Linked DNA regions of Gossypium hirsutum: region 1 is linked to region 2. Evidence: chromatin contacts called from public Hi-C data. All regions are on one chromosome and are shown on one strand. Each heading gives the region's core, a stretch centred on a gene start, on an enhancer-like site or on the middle of the called end of the contact. The rest is flanking DNA. Distances are from core to core; before and after follow the strand shown. Region 1 holds the start of LOC107914946 (membrane protein PM19L). Region 2 holds the start of LOC107914960.

The links. Hi-C and Micro-C count contacts between places; a contact is called where the count stands out from the background.
Region 1: a Hi-C map of leaf shows a contact between it and region 2, with 3 times the contacts expected there. The contact joins the promoter of LOC107914946 here to the promoter of LOC107914960 in region 2. A contact is called at or near these places in 11 of 34 Hi-C or Micro-C datasets (callus, hypocotyl, leaf and 2 more).

Annotation. Positions count from the first base shown.
Region 1 is chrD10:46,187,582-46,194,496 of Gossypium_hirsutum_v2.1, forward strand. LOC107914946 (membrane protein PM19L) reads left to right here and starts at 3,550. Exons shown (of 3, transcript XM_016844016.2): 1 at 3,550-3,767; 2 at 3,844-4,021; 3 at 4,115-4,392. The coding sequence starts at 3,641. The coding sequence ends at 4,334. LOC107914945 (haloacid dehalogenase-like hydrolase domain-containing protein At2g33255) reads right to left here. Exons shown (of 6, transcript XM_016844015.2): 2 at 6,359-6,395; 3 at 5,853-5,913; 4 at 5,622-5,756; 5 at 5,356-5,527; 6 at 4,887-5,205. The coding sequence ends at 5,363. It overlaps LOC121222232 (a long non-coding RNA gene), which reads right to left and starts at 1,217. Exons shown (of 2, transcript XR_005919412.1): 1 at 944-1,217; 2 at 445-655.
Region 2 is chrD10:46,013,351-46,020,449 of Gossypium_hirsutum_v2.1, forward strand. LOC107914960 reads right to left here and starts at 1,564. Exons shown (of 6, transcript XM_016844034.2): 1 at 1,311-1,564; 2 at 799-971; 3 at 504-585; 4 at 186-401; 5 at 1-16. The coding sequence starts at 1,490. It overlaps LOC107914959, which reads right to left and starts at 2,108. Exons shown (of 1, transcript XM_041102393.1): 1 at 1,542-2,108. The coding sequence starts at 2,108. The coding sequence ends at 1,542.

The DNA.
Region 1 (6,915 bases), core at 2,300-4,799, 180 kb after region 2:
TCTTGAATAAACAAGTTTAGCCTATTTTTTGTTAGTTGAACAAGATTAGAAGGAAACTTTCTTCAAAACTAATACGGTGTTCTTCAGGATTTCTTCAAAAAAATTTCGAGATTTTGGAGGGAGCTTCAAGTCTACAAAAATTTTCTTTTCAAAGAATTACTGGATTTTTAAACTTGTAAATGTGTGTTGAATGGTTTGGAGGTGATCCATTTTAATGCTTCAGAAATATAACATTTTCATTTGAGTGGTTTATAAAAATTAAACACTAGTTGTTATCATTTTTTTATGTCTAAAATTATCTATAATTCATCTCCAACCCTTAAATAGAAGAATAATGCATTTCAGTGCACTTAAACCCACATCCTCCTGCATTAATAATTGTAATAGGCCAATTTTGGCCAGGGCCCAAATTACCAAAATAAAACAAAAACCCAAACCAATAAATAAACAGTCCAAAATTACATGTCCATTATAGTCCAAGTTTTTACCAAAACCCTAGCCCAATTTTAACTCTAGCCCAAATCAGCCCAACACCTAAACTAAACAAGAAAACCCTAGCCTCCCTAACCCTCTTCAACTGCCGCTCCTCCCATGCACGCCAACCTCCTCACGCTCACCACTACTACCGCACGCCATCACCACACTCATCTGACACCTGGAGAAATTGAATGCAACAACAGAAAAGGCACGCCAACAAGCAGTAAAAACAAACGCAAAAAGATAAAAAAAAGTAAAAAGTTTTAATATTGGCTATAAAAGCCAAGACGATTTCTTTGTATTTTTTTACGAACACACAATAGAAAATCAAAAAAGAAACAGAATTGAAGTTAAAAAGGTGTTTGCTTTTTATTCTTTTCTTGTTTTTCGTTTTCTATTTATCCTTTTTATTTTTTTACGAATCTATTTTAATAAAAGAAACATAGAATAAAAAGAAAGAGCTTACCATCGATTCATTTTTCCTCACCACTGAGGAGAGCTCCGGCAACCCTTCGTGATCTATTCCTTTTTTGTTGTGTGTTTTATTTTAAAACATAGATCTAGTTTTCAAAAAGTTTTTAAAAAAACAAATAAAAAAGAGTTTGAGAAAGATTGAAAAACCAAACTTTTGGTAGCCCCAGTCACCGTCTACGGTAGAGACGCGGCGGAGGCGCGGTGGCCTCATGGCCAGCCTTTGGGCGCATAAAAAAGAGGGTTGAGAGAAAGGAGGAACCCTTTGAATTTTATTTCTTTTAAAATAGTGGAGAAATGAGTAAAAGGAAAACAATTTTATTTTTATAAGGATATAAAACGGCGCCGTTTTGGGCTCAAACCACAGATGCCCAAATGACGCCATTTAGGGCCTATCCGCATGTGACCCAACCCACTCCAAGGGGGATCCGCGTGTTTTTGTTCAATGGGTTATTTACACCCCTAGCCCTTCCGCATTTCTATTTTTTTTAATTTAGTCCCTTTGGTTTTTTTCTTATTTTCTATTTTAATTTGACCACAGAATTTTGTTTGTTTTTCAATCGGGTCCCGGGCCCACTGACGCGCTGGAAAATGGACATGTGTCCAGGGGTTGTTTTTTTTACCCATTTGGCCCTCTGCCCTTTCGTGCCCTTTCATTTTGGTCCTTCTTTATTTATTTTATTATAGTTTTTACCTTTAATTTCATTTTTGTCCTGATTTAGTCCCAAATCTGTTTGATTTCAATTTATTTTCACAAATTTGTTATTTATTTATTTATTTTAAACCTTTTTCTCATATATTATTTATTTTAAATTATTTTTTTATTATTTATTTTAAGTTTTCCACATATAATGTATTTTAAACTATTTCAAACTATTATCCATTTTAAATTTTTTATATATTATTTATTTTTAAACTGTCATATATATTATTTATTTTGAATTGTTTTTTATATATATCATTTATTTTTTAAAAAACTTTTTAGTACATTATTTATTTTAAACTTCTTTTTACATATTATTTATTTTAAACTTTTTATATATTATTTTAAATTGTCTTATATGTTATTTATTTTAAATTGCTTTGTCTATTATTTATTTTAATTTGTTTTACATATTAGTTACTTTAAATTGTTTTATACTATTTACTTCAAATTGTTCTATATATTTTTTGTTTCGTTTTCTTTAATTGTTAATATTGTTATTAAAGTGACATGTGGTGTGATTATTGTCATTATGTGTATTATAATTCGTTTATTCGTATTTTCATGTTATTGTGATTCATTAGTGTACATTTTATTCGTAAATTATTACTCCATGTTGTATATTATTACTCCATCACATATCATTAAAACCACTTCAAAGGTCGCGTTTAATTTTTTTTTCTTTATCCATAATGGGCTATTTTATTATATTTCAACTAAATAGCACACATCGTTTAGGTTTTGTAATCGCTATTATTCAAAAAAAGAAAATTTTAAAATAAGACTATGTTTCGTTTTTAAAAATTCGAGAAGTCGTACCCTAACTTACGGGGTTTCGATTTTCTCGTTCAATCTAAACAACTAAACATCCTTCTAAATTTAAAATACCTAAGTTTTGAATAAAAATTAAAGGCAAGTTTATTCTCAATGGTTCAAGTGTCGCATCCTAACTTACGAGATGTGACATATTGTTATCGCGGGACGAGTGGGCCATTGATGCTCGTTTCAACTTCATTCAAACGTTTTTTTTAAAATTAACGTTAATAAAAGGGAGGGATCGTATTTCAAATTCTTTCGAAGTTTTCAATTTTTGACATTTAAGACATTAATTAATCAATTAGGTACAAATTTTGGGCGTGACGAGGGTGCTAATCCTTCCTCGCACATAACCGACTCTCGAACCCGTTTTCTTGAATTCCGTAGACTAAAATCGTTATTTTGATGAATCGAAATATTTTATTAAAATAACCAAATTACGAGGTGACCCGATTACACCTCATAAAAAAAAGATTGGTGGCGACTTCCGTTTTCATTTTAAATATAAAGGTCGGCCCATACAAAAAAATGATTTCGACAATAAAAATATCAATGTCAATCGAGTTAAGGCTCAGTCAATTGTAATCCTTATATTTAAATTGTTAAGTATAGTTGTTTGAATTGTTATTTAATTATTTTATTAAATTTTTTACTGATTTGAATATGCAACGAAAATTTTTCAAATTCAAATATTTCATAAATAATAATATTTAATTTGAGTTGAAATAATAATATTAACGTAATTAAATATAGAGAGTTAAATTTTTAAACAAATTTAGGAATTCTAGAAAATGCACCCATTGGGTTAATAGAACAATAAGAAATTTGAAACCGAGGAAATTAAACGCTGGGTAATAAACTAATAATACATTCTCAGAAACACTGGATATGAACACCGTCAGCAGAATTTCTAAAGCTTCCAGATTCCAGAAGACAAGGATCACTGTAAGACGTAAACACCATTTTCGACAGGTGTCCTTCCACCTGTATCCACTCCCCTGCGTTTGCATGCATTGCCTCACTGCTTTACACGTAGATCCCATCCACCTTATAACTTCCCCTAGATTAACCATCCATAGCCATAGTCTCTTGTCATTGCTCAAAATCTTTAGGCTCAAGTCAGCAAATTTGCTTGGGTTGTCTGCTTCTTCAACTGTTCTATCTGACTTAACTATGGCTACAGTTGGAAGGAATATAGCAGCTCCATTGCTGTTTCTCAACTTGATCATGTATTTCATTGTGCTCGGATTCGCTAGCTGGTGTTTTAATAGGTTTATCGATGGCCAAACTGCTCACCCAAGTAAGTGATAACCCTATTGTTACGTTTAAAAGAAAACATTGTGTTGCTTGGTTTTAACCCGAGGGAAGTGTTTCAGGTATGGGTGGAAATGGAGCCACCGGTTTCTTCTTGACAATCTCAATCTTGGCTGCTGTAGCCGGCATAGTTTCAAAGTTAGCAGGAGGGGGTCATATTAGGTCTTGGAGAAGTGATAGTTTGGCTGAAGCTGGTTCATCTTCGTTAATAGCTTGGGCCTTGACTGCATTAGCCTTTGGGTGAACTTCGCATTTTACCCATTTTATGTATTTATCGAACTCGACCAATTACTCCATTTTTCATTTTTGAAAACAACTGTTTTCCCTTGACAGGTTTGCTTGCAAGCATATAAATATAGGAGGGTGGAGAGGGTGGAGATTGAGAGTAATTGAAGCTCTCATAATAATTCTCACATTAACCGAACTCTTGTACGTTTGTTTGATCCATGCTGGTCTATTTGGCAGTAGGTATGGACCAGGGTATCTAGACACCGAATATGAGGGCCAGCCGGTGCCTAAGGGCGGCCCTGCTGTAACAGGGTCTAGGGTTTGAAGTACCATAGTGTTGAACTGGAACTTGCCTTTTTTAAAATGTAGTTTTGCTTTGTGAACTCTTTGAAGTTCCTTCTATATTTGTTGCTATTCGCTGCTTTGTATCTGTTGTGTGTATTGCTTAATGATTCAGGTTAGAAAGTAGATGAGAGAGTGTAGAACTCCTGTAATATGAGACTTGGCAGCATTTTCTGTAGGGGTGTGAAAAAAGATATTCTAAAACCCGACCGAAGTGAATCAGACCGAATAAATTGCACAACCCATTTTCATACACTTAAATATTTATTATTAAAACTTAATCTTATTAAAAGTCTAAATCCACAATATTCATCAATATTTTAATAATTAATATATATAAAACATCTAAATAAACATATACTCGTCAAGAGCAGTAAAAAATATGATCATATATGGCGACCATGGAAAATATATCTTGGTAGGTACCTTTTTGAGTTCATTAAACATTACTTGATTTAAATTTTTTAATAATTTTTTATAAAGAATTTAATATAAAACAAAATTAAAAGTAAACCAAATTTAAGAAAAATACAAATTAAAGAAAATAAAACTATAAATACCTAAATTAAGTCTATTCGGTTTATTCAGCTTTCACACTCCTAATTTTCTGGTTGGGGATCAGCATTTGAGGGTAATGGGTATTTCACAAAGATATTCCTTCTTTAACATAATTGAATTCACCAATGAAAAAAAGATTAACAAAGAGGGACTTTCTGCCTAATATTTCTTTACAGTAGAACATCTACATGAACAACAAAGGTACCAAGAATAAAATACATACCAGCATGCTCCTTGTTCAACAACACACAAAACCCCTTGGTTATCCAGCTACAAAAGATCTCTCTTTTTGCTCCCTACAGATAAACAAAGCAGCATCTTATACCAAAGTTCAGTTCCTTAATTACCACTACTGTTTTCCACTTTTCAAGTGTTCCTCAACTGTTAAAATCTTTCTTTCTTAAGGTAAAAAAGGCTATCAGATAAATCTAGTGTAGGACCTTTACCGGGAAATCAGGGTGTTAAGTCAAAGTTAGATTTCAGAAGAGAATGAACTTCAATCAGGGAAGACACTTTGAAATCTGGTGTTAGATCCAAGTTGGCGAAGTCTTGAGAGCCATATCTCCCCTTTTCATCAAGCAAACATGTTAATGCTCCTGCATTTTTCCCACAAGCCACCTGCAAATACATGTCGTATGAAGATGATAAATGAGATGGATAATCAGTTTTTTCTTCATTATTTAGTATCCTTGCTTTTGAAGAGGACACTCACATCATCTTTAAGACTATCACCAACCATCATGACTTCATTTGGTTGAACGTCCCAAGTCGAACATATATGAAGCAGAGGAGCAGGGCTCGGTTTATAAGGACGAAACTCTCGGCTTAGAGCCGGAGAAAACATCATCTGAAAACTATGAATGTTAGATTAACATTCATTTGTCTCCCAATCTAACCAAAAAAAAGCTCAGAATGGTTCAGTTTCATGCTTCAGATAACTTACTCCGAATCGTTGATGAAACAGATCAACTGCATCTTTGACATTGCGAGTGATTAGTCCCCTTCTGAAAAAAATGGAAGCAACTAAGGTTAGCATCTAAAAACACCACCATGAAAAAAAGAAAGGTTGACAGATTAAAATCCTAAGTACTACAGAAAAATTAAACACAGCAAACCAAAATGCTATTTATAGCTATAGTGGTTGGTCCAACCTATTGTGTTTCAACTCTTCAATTTTCTTTAAGTACTTGTGCTTGGACATGGATATGGAGATACGATTATCTCTAAGAATCCTCCAAACACAAAGAGGATCTTAAAAAAAAAGAATATACCCATGTTGGATACATACTTGTATCGGGCACTCGTACCTAAGTCCAAATAATAGGGAGCCCAACAGTCAAGCCACATGGAGCATACATGGAAGCTCAGTGATCTGGTGCGAGGCAATAACTATAATACCAATAGGTATCTCAATATGAAAAATAGATAATTGTAGGAGCAAAAATTGACCGTATTTTCTTTGCATCAAGAAACCCACAGAGTTGAGCTGCACCTACAACATTATCAACCAAATATCACAAGCTTAAATTGGTTAGCATGTAAAATGGAAAATAAATGAAGCTCTTCAGCTGAAAGATAGAGAACTGCGGTTGCTAAATCTCAACTTAAAAGGAGAGAGCCCCAGCAAGCACAAAGGCAAAATCCAAGACAAACATCAAATGAAAATAAATCAATGGAAACCTCATATGAAAATACTCCCAAATGTTTGCTACCTTGTAACTATTGGGAAACTATGAAAGATATCTACATTTGCCCAAAAACAAAGCATATGAAGTTGCTAGCTAATGATATTCTTAAACCCAAGTTTTTCACAGTTATTTTAATTGTTGTGTTCACAAATACATTGAGTGATGAAAAGAAAAGCAAGTTTTTCAGATTTCATCAATAAAATTCAGAGTACAATTCTCTCCATTGACATTCTTTCAATCTTCTTTAATCTTCTTGAAGGATACATGAATTTCAACACTCTGCAACTGAACAATCCATCAGCTAATTTTACCTTAAAC
Region 2 (7,099 bases), core at 314-2,813:
CAACATCTCCTTTAGACTGTCAATCAAAATGGACAATTAACAAACAAAAGGGTGTAAATGGTAGTCAAAATAAGAATCATCCACTTGTGGTGATAATACTAATCTCTGTTGCATTATGTTCTATGCACTCAAGCAAATGACGCTAAATGATACAGAAATTGAGAGTGGGATATAGAAATTAACACCTGATGTAAGAAACGAGCATAATTGCTTAAAACCGAAGGGTTGCCAGGATTTTCCTGAACCATCTTCGTATGATAATACTCAATATCAATGTCCTGGATATCGGTATGAACCCCCAAACCTGCTGGATTTGGAAGGTGCATGGATAGCCTAGCTAGCTTAGTTTCTTCTTCGGGTAGTAAGTTCTTGGCTACCTTCATAATTTCCTCCTCTTTAACCTGAGAAAAGGTAATATCCATTACAGCATTACCAACAGTATGTCACATTTTAGTCTCTGAAAGAAAATAAAAATGGCTGCTCTATAATTCAAGAAACGCTACCCCCTGGTATTCTTGTTCTCCATATTCTTCTGCATCATCCCCTATTTCCCAAAGGAAACTAGCATATGCTCCAAGGACATTGCTGGAAAACGAAAAAGAAATGAACAAATTAAACTTTAGCTTCTGGATCTGGTCTGTTCAACAAATTCCAGTGGCTAAGTTTGTGTTACCCTAGCCTTTTTCAACAGCGAAATCAAGTTAGTAAACAGATATAGAAGAAAGATAGTAACTAGTTTGAGTTAGACCTTAGGTAACTTATTTTGAAGTGCCTGGCCAAGCATAGATAAGTACTGACCTATCTTGAGGAGAAGCTTGAACGGCACGCTCAAAGTAACTAAGGGCTCTATCTTTTTCATGGTGAAGATCCCATAATATTTTGGCATACTGCAAGAGAATCTCACAGTCTTCAGGATCTGCTAATGTTGCACGATGGTAATAGTCCTCTGCTCCTTGAAGATCTCCCTTAGACTGCTGGAAAAGATTCAATCGTGTTCCATAAAACTGTGTTGTATAAGCTATCTATGCTTTCTGAAGCAGGCTTCATGGTTATATAATCATCTACTATAAAATCTACTTTTGAGATTGATCTAAAATACACCTAAAAATGCTAAAACTTGACCATTTTTTGGTATCTTGATGATTAAAACTTGTTTAGCCACTTATTATTTGAGAAATATCAGCCACATGATTCATATATGAGCTATATTAAATTCACATCACATACATCAAACACGTTAGTTTAATCTACAGAAAAAATCTTGAATGGCCTAATTAGAACAGGAAAAAATAGAGTTGAAATAGTCTCACCTGTAAAAATTTAGCATAATTCCTTAGGAACAGAGGATGACAAGGGTACTCATCAACCAGCCTCTTATGAAACTCTTCTTGATCATCAACCTCATCAAGATCCATGTAACTTAAATCAACACCATCAGCCATGGCACCAAAGCCAGCACAATCAATTCCAAGACCAGTAGCAAGATACATGGGAGGACTAGGTGGCTCAAGTTCAACTTCTTCTTCATCATTATAAGAAACTCAAATTCGGTTCAATCTTTTTTTTTCCTCATCTCCTTCTTCCTGAATTAACTCCATACACTTCTTCCGGAAGCTGAAATCTGGATTCCCTACAGCATCAATGTTCTCACCAATTGTAACTGTTCTCTCCAATGACTCCTCCCCTAGTTTTCCATCTTCAACCCCTTCATTGAATATCGAAAAAGATGGTGCACTATGCAACATTGTTATATGATGCCTATGAAAAGATCTCTTTGGTGTTCTGGGATCTAGAAAGTGAGATATATCACAAGATCTATAATCTAATCTTTCTATGCTACCTTCAGACTTGGCTCTTCGAAAGCCTTTAAGGCGAAAACCACCCGATTCTGGATTGAATTCAAACAACCCTGAAGCTGAATGAGACTCAGAAGATGAATTATGTGAAAAAGATGTCAAGTTGAGGCTTTCTTGACAATGGGAGTCGAGTTTTCCACCATGGTTTCCCTGAAGTAACCTGTAAGTAGCATCAAGATCTTTATTTGGACTATCGGTAAAAGGGAAGATAAGGGATCCAAAAACTGGGGTTGATGAGCTTCTTTGAAGCATTTATTCAGGAACCTTAAGTACTAATCTGTATTTGCCTAAATGAGATTATAGAAGTCTGTGCCAGTGAGCTGGTGAACAGAAAAAAAAATATTAAAATAAACTCAAATTGATTTCCAACATTAATGACAAAGTAAAAGAAACTCTCCCATATGTTTGTGCCTGCAATCTCAAGTATCCTTCAACTTTTCTTCATTTTTCGTCACTTCTTGCTCAAAACTCTCTTACCTTTATCATTTCAAAAAATACCCCAAGGGGGGAAAACAAAAAAGCAGAACATATTTTTATCAGTTAAACTAGAATTGGTAGAGATTGAAGAAGAAAATTAACTTGGATTGATAACAAAGTCAAGTATAAACAAAGATGCACGTGATTCCTTTTTTGAGTAAAGGACTTAAAAGCATTCTCACATGAAGTTCACCTAATAATTTATTGTTTTTGACTTGCTTTGTTTTTAATGATTCTGAAACTGGAAAAAAGCAACTAAACCAACTGCCAATCTTATCTGATCAATTCTTAGTGAACTTGTAGTCTAGAGAATGGAAGCTAAACCAAGTCAAGAAATTAAAAAAGAAAAAAACTCCATTGAATGACTATGTATATAAAAAATTCAACATTCCTAATTTACTATATTTCTTACACTAAAAAGACAAATGCTAGAAAGGGGAAAAGAAAAGAAAGATAAGATGAGAGTAATGGGAAAGAGATGATAACCCCAAAGGCAATACGGTTGAAATTGGCGTTATTTTTAGTAGGGTAAGGTGAGCCACCCGAATTTCGGCTCTGATTTTAGAGGCTGGATTTACCACAGAAAACTGTGACACTAATTTCTTGGGACTATAAATTTATAACTATCTATTTTATATAAAAATACATATGGAAAGCTTGCTGGAGCCAGCCAGGTGGTCAATTAGATGACAGGTGGGGGTATATTCAAAACCTTGGAGAATTATTTTTTTATTATTGTTATTTATTTTAATAAGGTGAGTGGTAATCGAAACCTAAATTTAAAGCAAATCGTTTAGTTTATTATTGTTATTATTATGAAGAAAATCACTTAACTCAAGGGAGGATATTTTCTCTCGATGCTCGTTTAGCATTCATGTTCGTATGAGGTTTCAAGCATCTCTATTGGTGACTTTGAGCACAGATTATAACGGACCAAGACTCAAGGCATCTTGATTCAAAGCTTAGTCAAATCAGACACCAAGTTTACACTCGCTTGACACATCTCATGTTTCGGAAGCCAATGACACTACTCGATTATTGGCCAATTGTCAATTTAGGGTCACTTCTAGCTTGTTGCATTGCTCATAAGGGCCATTCCAAGGACCAAGCTCGTTCGCCCCACTCAAGGCTTGCCCTAGTGCATCATTCCAGCTTTGAGGCACTAGGCCTAATTCTTATATTCTCGTTCCCAATATTATACTATAGTAGTTGGTCCACCTACAAGTTATCTCGATGTTTTGTTGCATTTCGATGCTCCTCCTACAAAACATCGTCTCATGGTCCCAAAGGCGGTGTAACGCCCTCCACCTGACCCGAATCGATTGGATCCGAGTATTGGGTGTTACGCCTAAGGATAGATGTATTTAGACTCTTTCTATACTTTCCTATGTAACTATTCTTACAACATCTAATAAAATTTCTATTACTCTTATACTGAATAACCTCGTGTATATTATTGAAATTATTCTGTGTACAACTTGTGTTCGTCTTTACATTCTGTATAATACAACTATTGTTTTCGCCTTAATGTTGTCAAGTATACAAACAGAGTACTACAACTTATACGTAGACTTCAACTTCACCTGACGACCTTCTATTTAACTTAGTTGATATCATATAATACAAAAGCTTTTCATATAGCTTTCTCTTCATGCCTTCCTCTTTCTTTTATTCTTCCTCTATATGCATATCAACACGGACCACCGCTTCCTAGCATAGCCTTGGCATCGTCTCCCGGTGCACTCTTCTTTATATTCCTGAAATCACATACATTCATAGTAAGTTCGTAAGAACTAAGTGAGACAACTTTCACACAATTGTCTATTATTCCTTATTAAGCTTAGAGCATTGCACTTGCCTTTTCCTTTTAAGCGGGTACTTACTAGAATCAGTGTTACGCATATTAAACATTCACTTACCGTATCCTTTTGTGTACTTTGTAAGTGTTCTTACCTTAGTCACAATTGTTCCACTTACTTGTGGGCTTGAACTCATGACATACTTCTGAATTCACCTTTCATTCTGGTGGACCAGGTAGACTTCGTCTACTTTCAGCATAAAACGTTCCTTGCCAGTCTTTCATCGTCTCAAGCTCGTTGATTGCGCTTTCATTCAGAGTTTTCTGAATTGGAATTGTCTTCAAAACATTACCACGAAGGCCAATTCTACAAACTACATCATAAAGGCGTACTCTTCCCTTGCTATAGATAACCACAGAAGTCTTCCTTTGACATAAATAACCATAGAGGGCATCATTGCACAATAGATAGATAGCCACAAAGACATCCAAACACATGCACAAGGTAGCCATAGAGGCGTCCATACAAATAGATAGCCACAAAGGCGTCCACATAACATTAGATAGCCATGAAGGCGTCCTCATATAACAAACTTGTTGAAATATGTGAAACCCATATATTTTGGGGATATATTTTAAATTTATTTAGGTAGATAAATCTTATTTAGGTAGATAATTCTTAGAATAAATCATTTGAGATATTCTAGGAACATTTTATTTTATCTTTTAGTAGTTTATTAGGTATGATTCTTTTCTCTATTTAAGTTCAGTTCTTTAGTTAATAAAATACAAAATAATTTTTTAAATGCTCTCTTGAAAACTTTCAATGCATCTGAGGTAGGTTAAATCTCTAGTAACATCATGGTTAAAACAACCTTCACTGGAGATAAGAGATCTAACAATCAAACAGAGGAAGAAAGTTCTACCGTTGAAACAACTACCGAGAGTACAATAACTCAAGGGACAGAGGTGTCACACCTTTCTTTTCAGTTGACATCTCACAAGCTGAATGGCAAGAATTATCTGGGATAGTCGCAGTCTGTAAAGTTAGCAATTGATGGGCGCGACAAGCTAGGTCATTTAACTGGAGAAGTCAAGCAACCACAAGTAGGCAATCCAAAGATGAGCAAGTTGAGGTAAAAAATTCTATGATAACTGCGTGGCTTATTAATTCTATAGAAGCATCCATAGGTAAACCTTTTCTTTTTCTCTCGACTGTTAAAGATGTTTGGGACGCTATGAAAGACACCTATTCAGATTTAGAAAACGCTTCACAGATTTTTGAGTTAAAAATAAAACTCTAGAAAGCTAGACAAGGGGAAAAGAAAGTTACTTTTTATTATAATGAGATGATGTCTCTTTGGCAAGAACTGGATCAGTGTTATAATGATGAATGAGAGTGTCCCAGAGATGGTATAAAAGTTATGAAAAAGGAAGAGAATGAATGAGCTTATTTGTTTCTGGCTAGTTTAAATAAAGAATTTGATGAAGTGAGATCTCGGATTTTAGGAAAAAAACCACTTCCAAAGCTCCGTGAGATTTTTTCTGAGATTAAAAGAGAGGAGACAAGGAGAAAAGTAATGTTAAGGCCAGGGTTTGAAGCTATTGATGATAATTCTATTCTTGTAACTATTAAAAATAATGATGATAGTGAAAAAAGAAAAAAAATCTTGGTGCAATCACTACAAAAAATATTGGCACACTCGAGAAATATGTTGGAAGCTCCATGAAAAATCGACAAATGGAAAAAAAAAAGAGTGGCAATGGTCGTGGTTCACAATCAGGGGATAACAGAGCTTTCCAACCAACTACTAAAAATTATGAGGGCCAAAGTTCTTTGGAAGGGTCTCTATTCACTAAGGAACAATTAGAGCATCTACACAAGTTTTTCAATCACCACAGTTTCGGATGAATTCTTCTGTTCCTAACTCATTCAATATATTTCTTCCTCCTTTGCTTAATTAGGTACTGATTTTTCTATTTTTCAGTGTCAAGCCTTGTAAAACAAACACGTGGATTGTTGATTCTGGAGCTAGTGATATCATGACTAGTAGTCATTTTCTTTTCTCAACTTACACACCTTGTGTAGGAAACAAAAAGGCCAAATTAGCAGATGGGTCATTCTCGGCAATAGTGGGGAAAGGCACTATTAAAATTTCTTCTTCCTTGGTTTTACATGATGTTTTACATATGCCAAATCTAGCTTGTAATCTCATATCAATCAGTAAATTATCCCAATCCTCAAATTATCATATTATGTTTGACTCCTCTATGTGTAAATTTTAGGACATGGTCTCGGGAAAGATGATTGGCAATGCTAAAGAATCTAGTGGAATTTACTTTCTTAATGACGACCATCTAAGTCAACCAACAACTACTTTATGTTTAAATTCTATTTTTGGTTTTGATAAGGTTATGATTTGGCATTATAGGCTTGGACATCCTAATTTTTACTATTTAAGATATTTGTTACCTGATCTATTTAAAAATAAAAGTCCTTCTTCATATCACTGTGAATTTTGTGAATTGGCTAAACATCATCGATCATTCTTTCCACTTCAAAAATATAAAGCTTCCAAACCTTTTTCGTTAATTCATAGTGATGTTTGGGGACCTCCAAGTGTCTCAAGTTTTTCAGGAAAACATTGGTTCGTCACATTTATTGATGATCATACTCGTATTTGTTGGGTGTTTTTATTAAAAAATAAGTCTGAAGTTAAAAAATGTGTTTCAGTCTTTTTATGCTTTGGTGAAAACACAATTTGGTGTGAAAATAGAAGTATTTCAGAGTGACAATGGTGAGGAATCTTTTAGTGACCAATTAGGTTTTTTCTTAACCAAACATGAAATAGTCCACCAAAGCTCTTGTACAAATACACTACAACGAAATTGGACTGCAGAAAGAAAAAACTTACGTCTTTTGGAAGTAACTAGAGCCTTTAAGGTACCATGTTATCTTTGGGGCGAA